Linked DNA regions of Triticum aestivum: region 1 is linked to region 2. The links are chromatin contacts, called in public Hi-C maps. All regions are on one chromosome and are shown on one strand. Each heading gives the region's core, a stretch centred on a gene start, on an enhancer-like site or on the middle of the called end of the contact. The rest is flanking DNA. Distances are from core to core; before and after follow the strand shown.

The links. A called contact is a pair of places that touch in the nucleus more often than the background predicts.
Region 1: a Hi-C map of leaf shows a contact between it and region 2, with 4 times the contacts expected there. The contact joins the promoter of LOC123167869 here to the promoter of LOC123181203 in region 2. A contact is called at or near these places in 2 of 5 Hi-C or Micro-C datasets (both in leaf).

Annotation. Positions count from the first base shown.
Region 1 is chr1D:238,585,240-238,589,890 of IWGSC CS RefSeq v2.1, forward strand. LOC123167869 (benzyl alcohol O-benzoyltransferase-like) reads right to left here and starts at 1,337. Exons shown (of 2, transcript XM_044585733.1): 1 at 806-1,337; 2 at 1-705. The coding sequence starts at 1,252.
Region 2 is chr1D:238,276,335-238,281,516 of IWGSC CS RefSeq v2.1, forward strand. It overlaps LOC123181203 (NAD-dependent malic enzyme 59 kDa isoform, mitochondrial), which reads right to left and starts at 1,824. Exons shown (of 19, transcript XM_044593457.1): 1 at 1,519-1,824; 2 at 1,328-1,424; 3 at 1,078-1,196; 4 at 792-959; 5 at 411-539; 6 at 261-321; 7 at 1-58. The coding sequence starts at 1,671.

The DNA of each region.
Region 1 (4,651 bases), core at 87-2,586, 310 kb after region 2:
CAGGTCGCCGAAACCGGCCTTGGTCACGTCCGACGCCAGGTACGCGCGCACCACCGTGAAGTGCGGCCGCCCGCGCTGCACCATCAGGTCCGCCACCGACCGCAGGTACTCCACGTCCACCTCCGACTTGGCCTCCTTCACCAGCTTCACGGCGTAGGTCAGGGGGTTCGCGCACAGGTCGCCGGAGGCCGACACGGCCACCGGGAAGGCGAACGCGTTCCCGTAGTAGCCGGCCGGGATGGCGCTCGCGCCGCCCTGCTTGCCGCCGCGGGCGTTGACGATGCAGATCATCCGCATCACCTCGTCGGCGTCCGGGGCCAGCGCCACGGTGCGGCACTTCCACAGGCTTCCCGTGAGGACCTCGAACGTGGTGGCGCGCTTCCGGAGGCCCGGCGCCAGGTGGGACCGGATGGCGGCGACCTCCCGGGCCCCGAAGAAGAAGGAGCGGTGCGCCATCTCGTCGAGCGGCACGATGGTGCCCTTGGTGTCCGGCACCTCGTCGTACTCCCGGTGCGCGAAGCCAGGGCGCGGCGGGTTCCGCGCCTCCAGCAGCTCCCGCTCCCACACCGGCCGCAGCGACGGCGCCGCCGCGCCTCGCGCCAGCTCCGCCACGGCGGCCAGGAACTGCACCAGCCCCTGCGCGTCCGCCATCGTGTGCATCAGCCGCACCGCCAGGATGAAGCCTCCACACGCCAGGCGTGTCACCTGAACGAACGAACAACGGTCAGCCATGCATCGATCACGCTCGCACGTGCACACAAACATGCGTTAGTGTTTCGGTTTCACGAAAGAAAGGCAAAGTTACCTGAAAGAGGAGGAGCGGGGTTCCGAGGACTTCGGACGAGCCAGGGACGTCGAAGATGAGCTCCTCGAGTCCCGGGAAGGGCGGCTGCAGAGCGTCGCCGAAGTGCTCCAGACGCACGTCGGCATCGGCCTCAATGAAAAGCACGCCCTCGCCAGTGCAGTCGACGGCGAGCTTGCGCCCTTCGAGCTCCCTCAGCCGGCCGGCGAACGGGTAGTAGTGCACGAGCGCCCTGGCCACGGCGTCCCGTACCACCGCCGCGGGGTCCCTGCCGCCCATGGACGCGTCGCGCCGGTAGAACTGGATGATGGGGATGTGGAACCGCAGGCCGTCCTGGTCGTCGATGTCCGAGAGACGCTTCAGCTCCCGGGGCGTCGGCCCCGCCGGCGTCACCAGCTCGGCCGCCTTCCTCCTCACCGTGAACCTCAACGACGCCGCTGGGCCCGCCATTACCACTGTCTCAGGATGATTCTCAGCTAACTCTCGAGAAGGAGGGTGAGAAGGTGATCAATGGTGCTTGCGGTGAGCTGGTGTGTTTGCTGCTGCTAGGTTTGTGGAGAAAGAGTGGTATTAGCACGCATATATATGCACGCGCGGCTACACAGTGAGAGTGACGGCGACCGTGAGATATAGTATGTGTAAGCAACTGGGTCGAAATTAGGGAGCAGTTTACTGACGCTCTCTTCTTTTTTCCTTTGGCAGACTATGATTTGTCGTCAATAATAATTCTGTGTGGACGAGCAATGGGGGAGATGGAGGACTGACTTGACCAAGGCCAACGCGGTGGGTCGGGTCGGGTGGTGTGAGGGTGTGAGCTCTGGTGAGTCGTGAATTCGTGATCCATGTGTGTGCTAGCGGGACTCCAGGCTTCATGATTGGAAAAGGGGTCAGCCTCCGGCAGGTCCGTTTGTTTGGGAAATGGATGGCTCAGATCGTGAGATACAGATGGGAGAAACTGCATGGACACTTCTTTGAGAATTTTTTCACGGTAATACATATCTCATTCATATCATAACTTTTGAGTCTTATGGCTGGCTGTAAAAATAAGCAAGTTGGCCCCCAAAGAACTGGCCCATAGTAGTACAAGCCAAAAAAAAAATTACAATCGAGACTAAAAAATCTCCTAAGCTTGATACCAACGCTTGTCGTCTGCCTTCGGCACTACCGCAACAACAATCAAAGGAAAATTTGACGGATCACCTCATCACCCGAGCTCGGCGCGGCTCCATCGCAGATATCCAGCTTTGCGGACCTTCAAGGTGGCTCAACAAATGCGAAACCATTGCCGTTGAACGAATCAGACCCGGGGCAACACCCCGGACACGCCATTTATCCCGATCTGGCACCCCCGCACGACTAAGACGTCGGAGGAGGAAACCATACCTGCCAGCCACAAACCACGATCCCAGCACACGATTCATCTTCTAGATGCCGTTGATGCAGACCACTGTCTGCATCCGCTCCTTGACTACCTCCCAAGCTCCGCGTCGCTGCTGGAGCAGAACTCGTCGCAATGGTTGAGGCCGAGGACACATGTCCACCACAAAGGATGCCGCTACCACGACATCCCCGCTTGAACAGGCTAGTTCCCAAATCCATCACTGACCATAGAGCTGATCGCCTCGTCAGGGGAAGAATTGGAGCTTCTTTATTCAGCGTCCTCGCCGTTGCTAAAGTCAAGATGTCAACGACCGAAAACCTAAGCTAATAGGGCCTTCAAACGTAAAGATACACGATCTGCACGCACGGGATCCGACGACTCCCTCACCATCGATGACCGAGAGTACATCAGTGAAGGGAGCCGCTGGAGAATGACACAGGAAGGTTAGTCTCTCCTGGCAGCGGCTAGGGTTCCAATCCACACGTGACGAGAGAAAAAACCTTCAGCTTCGGTATTGTGTAGCGTAGTACAGCTTGCGTATTTTCATATTCTTTTTGTGCAAAGTAGTACGTATGCTAAATTTCATGTGGTTTCATCGAAGTTATGTTTCTAGATTTCCTTTTATGTCGAAGGGCCATTGGCCGATCTTTATTTAGAAGGAGAAGAAAGGATCATACAAAAGAGTTTCACAGTTCTCCTAACTGTTAGTACATGACGCATCCCCGAACATGCGGGGCAACACCAAGCACCTCTAGCTCCCCAGATTGGACACACACCCTGCCGACCTCCATACTCCTATGTCCTCTCTAATAAGGTCTAGGACTCGATCAATATCACACGCAGTTTGCTGAAAAATTCTAGCATTCCGCTCCTTCCAGACCCTCCAGTGAATAAGGATGACAATGGTGTCGAAGTTCCGGCGCGCATGCTTCGGAATAGCCTTGCGTGCCTCCAGCCACCAGACCTCGGTGCTTCCAGAACTGCTGTTTGGCGTTGGGATGCTGACGCCCGACCATTGCTGGAATGCCGTCCAGAGCTATTGCGTGAAACGGCAGAGCAGAAACAAATGCGTGCAGTCCTCGGGAAACATTAAGCAGAGCGGACAGTGGTCATTTGACGGCCACCCGCGTCGCTGGAGATTATCCGCCGTCAGACACTTCCTCTGTATAACCAGCCACATGAAAAACTAGCAGCGCGCAGGGGCTTTTGACTTCCATATAGGCTTGTTACAGGCAAAACTGACTCCGGCCGTTAAGAACATCCTGTATGCGCTGTTCACCGTGAACTGATGATGCTCCGTCAACTTCCACACTAGGTGATCCTCCGTTACAGCAGATAAGGTAGTAGCATGAGCAATATCCCAGACCAATATGTATTGCGCCAAGGCCTGAGTTGTCAGGCCACCTCTGGTGTCCTTGATCCACCTTCGATTGTGCAAAGCATCTTTAACTGACAACTTGGAGTCTTTCACGAAGGAAAACAGAGCGGGGGCCAAGACCGCGATGCTCCGGCCCCCTGAAGCCTAGTTGTCTGTCCAGAATCTTGCAGTCGCGCCATTCCCCAGCGCAACCCGGCATGCCGCATCGAACATAGCAGCTGCATCCTTGTCCTGCTGATCCGGAAGCATTTGCCATGGTCGATTCCCTTGTCTCCAGCCCAGCCAAAGCCAACGACATGTCAGTGCAGTCCCAAAATTCTTCAGATTGAGAAGGCCGAGTCCGCCCCATTCTTTTGGTCTGCAAACTCTGGCCCACGGGACCAAACAATGCCCTCCATTGATGTCCTCCTCTCCTTTCCACACAAAACCTCTCTATCTTCTGTCAATCATCTTGAGCGCCCAAACCGGTAGAGGGAAGACTGACAGAAAGTGCATCGGTAGGGCCATTAACACCGAACTCGTCAAAGCTAGTCTTCCAGCCGGGGCCAGCAGTTTAGGTTTCCAACCTTTCAACTTATTGGAGAATCTGTCAATCATCGGGAGAATGTCTTGTCTCTTTAACCTGTATATTGATAGTGGCAGCCCCAGGTATTTTAGGGGAAAACTAGTATGCTGACAGCCAAAGAAGGCGGCGATCTCCACGGCTCGGTTCTCCTCGCATCTGATGCAAGTGATGGAGCTCTTAGCAAAATTAATCTTCAGACCCGAGGCCTCCCCAAAAAGTTGCAGCATGGCCTCGATCACCTGCAGGTCTGAAGTCGCTGGAGTGAAGCACGAAGTATTTGTAAGTTGCATGAATTCTGAACTTGTGTGAGTTCATTTTAGAGAGAATGCAAGTGCAGCTTGAGGCGCGAAGATAGGGACTTGATGAGCAACAATGAGGAGCGTGACCTTGGTGAAACGGAGTTATTAAGACCTCACTGGAGATGTGAACGGCGTTGCGAGCAGTAGCGAGCTGCGACGGTCCGGACCGCTGCCACGTTTGCTTTTGACTGCCCTGATCCATCATTAACCCCCTCCCTCGCCCGCA
Region 2 (5,182 bases), core at 574-3,073:
TCATCTACAACAGCTAAGTATTCCTCTCCTTCCAACCTAGGTTGCCTCAATCCTAAATCTAAGAAAATATTCACTTAATAAGCAACGTTATGATGCAGGCATTTACTCCAAACAGTAAGCGTTTCTACTTTTTTTTTCCTTCTAAAGAAGAATGAGTAGAACTTCGCGTTAATCTGAGTATGCTCAACTGTGCTTGTCACAAAACTGGATAAAAAAAAATTATAATGTTTGAGAAGTTGTGTTTAATGTATCTTACGCACATAGCTTGTCTTCAAGGAGTTCTTCATTATTTGTTCCCACGTCAAGCATTATCGGGAGAACCTGCAAGGAGAATGGACAAATATAAACAGGGGGGATGCCATAAATAACCTCTAGTTAATTGATGCTAATTGTATGTTCCAATAAAGTACCTTCTGTGGGTTGATACCAGCAGCTGCAACATAAACATCAAGTTTACCAATAGGTATACCTATGCCTTGAACTCCAAGATCACCTAAACCTAGAATGCGACTCCCGTCAGTCACAACTATCATGTCAACCTGAAATAAGCAACAAAGCAAGTTCAGTACAGGTGCATAGCTCTGGAAAACCACTAATATTATTATTGTGGGGGCAATTCACATGGATATAGCTACAAAACTGGCTTTTAAAAAAAGACAAACAACTAGAGAACAAACTAGAGTTCCATTGATATTGATATACTGCATTCATAAAATCGCTACCTAAGCTCCTGTGTCCAACTACACCAGTAACAAAAAAATGCATCAAGTTTTCGAAATAATCAAGTGTACCTTCTCTGCTGGCCAGTTGTAAATCATCGACATCATCTCCCCTTTATCCTTTGCGCTGAAGTACATCCCGCGGGGACGCCTGAACAGCCCGCTGTAGTTTTCGCAGACCAAGCCGACAGTAGGGGTGTATATTATTGGTGCGAAATCCTTGATATTGTCAATTAGCACCTGCAGCAGAAACAAACCATACCACCACAAATACACGTCAAACACCCAGTTCACTCACTCCCTTGCGGTAAAAATACACGCATGCCAATCCATCAAAACTGTAACAGTGGGAGCTCACCCTGTAGTACAATGTCTCGTTCCGGTCGTGCAGCCTGTTAAGGATCCTCCACTTGGCCAGCGAGACCACGGAATCGGGCTCCCCCTGCGTGTTGTGCTCCAGCGAATGGTACGAGTTTACTGCAACTCAGAGCGCTCACGATATTAGCGACCAGAGACGGCGTGATCTCAGGAGTGAGAGATGCGGCCCGTGGGGCTAACGTGAACAATGACGCGGCAATGCGAGTGGGGGTGGGGGCGAGACGACTCACTGAAGCGCTCGTACTGCTGCTCGAACGACATGACCCGCGGCGGGAGCAGGCCCCGGAGGCCGAGGCGGTCTCGCTCCGTGAGGGGGAACGCCGTGTCCTGCGCGGAACGAAAATCGAACTGAAACCGCGTCCCGTCGGAAACCGGCGCGCGCGGATCGCGAGATCGAGGAAGGAGCGGCGGGGGCGGGTACCTTGTTGTACCAGGGGTCGTGAAGGATGTCGGTGCCGCGCTTGTGCACGATGCAGGGGCCGCGCACGGCGGAGCCGGCGCCCGCCGAGGGGGCGGACGTGGACAGGAGCCGGCGGATCTGCGCCGACCGCCGGGCCGCCGCATGGCGCCACATCACGCTGGGTCAGCCGCGGCGCCGCTCGGTCCGATGGTCGGCACGGTGGAGAGGAGAACGCCGCGTTGGTGGTGCGTGAGACCGAGCTTCTCGGAGACGAAGAGAGAGATTTGAAGGGGGGTGGAAGTGGAATGCGTCGCCGCGTGGTGCGGGCACTCGCGGTGAGGACAGGACAGGACAGGAGGCCCCGGGTGCGGCGGGAGTGTGATGTGATGCCACGCCAGCTGGTCGTGTTGGCTTTGGCACTACGGGGCGGTGAGGGTCGGGCGCGGAGCAGCGGACGCGAGGCGGGACGCGGCTCTACTAGTGAAGGCGCTGTCGGGGACTTTGCGGGTTGGGGCCCGACCGGCAACCACAAGAGGAATTTGCCGAGCACACGCGGTGCGGATCTCCTTTGCGCCAGATGTCAACTTTATTTTTTCTGTCGCGTCAAAGAAAAAACTTTATTATTCTTCTACGGGAATGCTTTTTCTTTTTGCGGTTTTTTTTTTCTGTTTGAACTGTTCTGCGGGAATGCTTGATGTCAACTGGAGTGGTGCGAATGTGCATCTCGCGTGCCGCAGCTTTGCGAGTTGCGACGGATTTAGGCCAGCGAAACCGACGCTTTGTGCGTGCATGCTATTCTGCTTTGAATGTACGCGCAGGCGCAAATGTGCGACATGTTACGCTAGTACTATTTGTGTGTATTTGGGTAAGAAAGAACCAAAGATGTTTTATCTCTTCAAAATAACTCTTACGCTGTAACTACAAAAATCATTGCTAGGTGGACCTGAAGGATTCTGTTTGCGCAAGCCACGCTGACATGTTGGGCGAGAAAAATGGATGGTCGGAGGGGGTGCGCCGTGCCGGGCTGACACGAATCAGATGCATTTGCGAGAAACTGTTCGGAACCGTTCGTGCGCCGAATCGGAAAGGACCGCCGCCATGAACCAAGGGCTGTTTGGTTTGTGACTAACTTTGCCAAAGATTGCCACATCTAAGGTTAGGCAAGTTTGACCAAGTTAGATAAGTGTTTGGTTCAAGTCACACCTTAGGCAAGCCACACTTGGGCCCCACATGGCATACACACAAAAAATGTGGCAAGATTCCCTTAGGCTTGCCAACTTGTGGCTCTCATTTTGATGAACTAACTTTAGGCAAGCTTGGCACAAATGTGTGGCAAAGTGTGGGAATGCTAGGCCTAGAACCAAACGGCCCCCAAATATGCGCCGCGCCTTCAGCCGTTCTTTTCTGCCGTCAGACTGTCAGTGTTCGCTCCCATGCCATCTGCAGATCGTAGAACCGGATTTCAGACTTATAAAATGCATTTCAGATGAACTAGGAGTTTTTTTTTGAAAGAAATTTCAAATCTATTCATCAATCATGGTGGTACAGAGAACACAAGAGGTAATACAAATTATAAATAGGTCTATGGACCACCTAGCGACGACTACAAGCACTGGAGCGAGCCGAAGGCGCGTCGCCGTCATCGCCCCTCCATCACCGGAGTCGGGCAAACCTTGTTGTAGTAAACAGTCGGGAAGTCGCCATGCTAAGGCTCCAAAGGACCAACACACCAGAGCAGCAACCATCACCGATGAAGAGAGTTGTAGATTGGAAAGATCAAACCTGGAACCACACGAACGAAGACAGACAAAAACTGGATCCAAAGAGATCCACCGAAGACCAGCACCGATCGAATCCCATGAGATCCGACGGAGACACACCTCCACACATCCTCCGACAACGCTATTCGCACCATCGGGGCGGAGATAGGACGTGGGAGACATTATTGCTACGGAGGGACATCGCCGCCGCCACACAGCCCTAACCAAGACGTTCAACCTAGATAAAACGAGAACGGGGTCCCTCCCGCCGACGGGGGGCCGAGATCCTCCGCACCTCCATAGGCCAAAGGCCATCGGAGGCGGGGAGGATCCGCGGCGGCGCTGACGGGAGGAGGAAGGAGACGTTTCTTGTGGAGGAGGAAAGGGTCCTGAATACTTGTGTCCCCTCCAGTTTAATCTATCATATGAACCACAGATGAACTAGGATTGATAGTGAAAGAATAAGGCCAACTCCAACGCAAGATCCGGATTATGTCCATTTGGGTCGACCGAGCGGACGATCCTGTCCGGAGTTGGGAATTGGGGGGGGGGGGGGAGGGGGTGCGTACGTCCAACGGGCCGACACATTTGAAACCATGTCCGGTTTTTTAACTTAAATTTAAACATAGGAAAACATAAAAAAATAAACCTAGACTTATAATTACATAACGCCCAAATTCAGTCCAAAAGTACTCCCGGCAGTCCATTGAACATTTAGTAAAACTAAAAAGAAAATAACAAAAAAAACTTAGATCGGTTGTAGCCGCCACCGCCGTCATCTTCAGGTCGTCCACCGTCGCCCTACTCCTCGTCGTCGTCCTTGGTAAGGTCGATGAACGGCGGGGGCTGCCACGGGTGGGCGATGGCGCCTGGGGTGGGCCACACACCGTCGGTGGCGCCGGGGGTGGTGCAAGCAGGGCGTGCGGCTGGTCACACGGTGGTGACAAAGGCTGGCACTCACCTAAGAGCCGGTGCAAAAACCAGCTCCGGTGTGCAGGGCAGCGTGAACGTCCAGCTCCAGGACTGCCCCACCAATGTCGGATCCAAGGTCACAACTGTTAGGACCGAGAGTATATCGACCAGGAGGTGAATGGGCGATTCAAAATTTCTTATGAAACTTTGAACGAAATCAATTCACCGCAGCAGATACAAATGAATGGATCCTTGTACGAAAGAAAGCAATGACAGAGCTTAGATAAAAGAGATACACCGAAATAAAACTAAGCAAATCTTTCGAAGAAAGATGCTATAATCATAAGAGCATAGTATCTTAAAGTTTTCACGATCACAATGACAATACAGTAGGCAAGCAAATGTAACAGCCTGGTATTGTTAACAATGGGAATGCAAGTGATAGAAAATAACAAGTAGCGAGAGTGAAATGATGTACAGACAAAGATGGACTCAATAAGTGGAATGATAAACACAAAAAGATAAGTCAGGCAGATAGTACTATGCAGCGCAAAGAAAAATAGGCAGATAATATGGCTACTATATTGAGCACACAATCATCAAGATAATCTATCACGAAGCACACCGAAATAGCTACTGAAGGAAATGTAGTAGGAAAGGAAGAACCAGAGGTGCTCGATGGCGACATATGGATTTGGTAGACCAGTTCGCCCTTCTGCCAAAGGACTACGTCTGGTTGGATGGACTTGTGATTGAACACATGAGCAAACCTCTCTCCGTTGTATTCTCCTTCAACTCAGAGCTCATCAGACTCCAGTTGATTTCACTCGTGGTAGATACTTGTCGGCGAACTCCAAACTTTTGACAGACTTCTTCACGAACCACAACTACTCTTGATTGGTGAAGATAATTACTCTTCGTCACTCAAGCCGACAACTATCCGTCTAGAGAGTGTGTAGCTCTGAAGAGTAATAGGTACAAGAACTCTAACTCGGATCTGTTGTGATACTCAA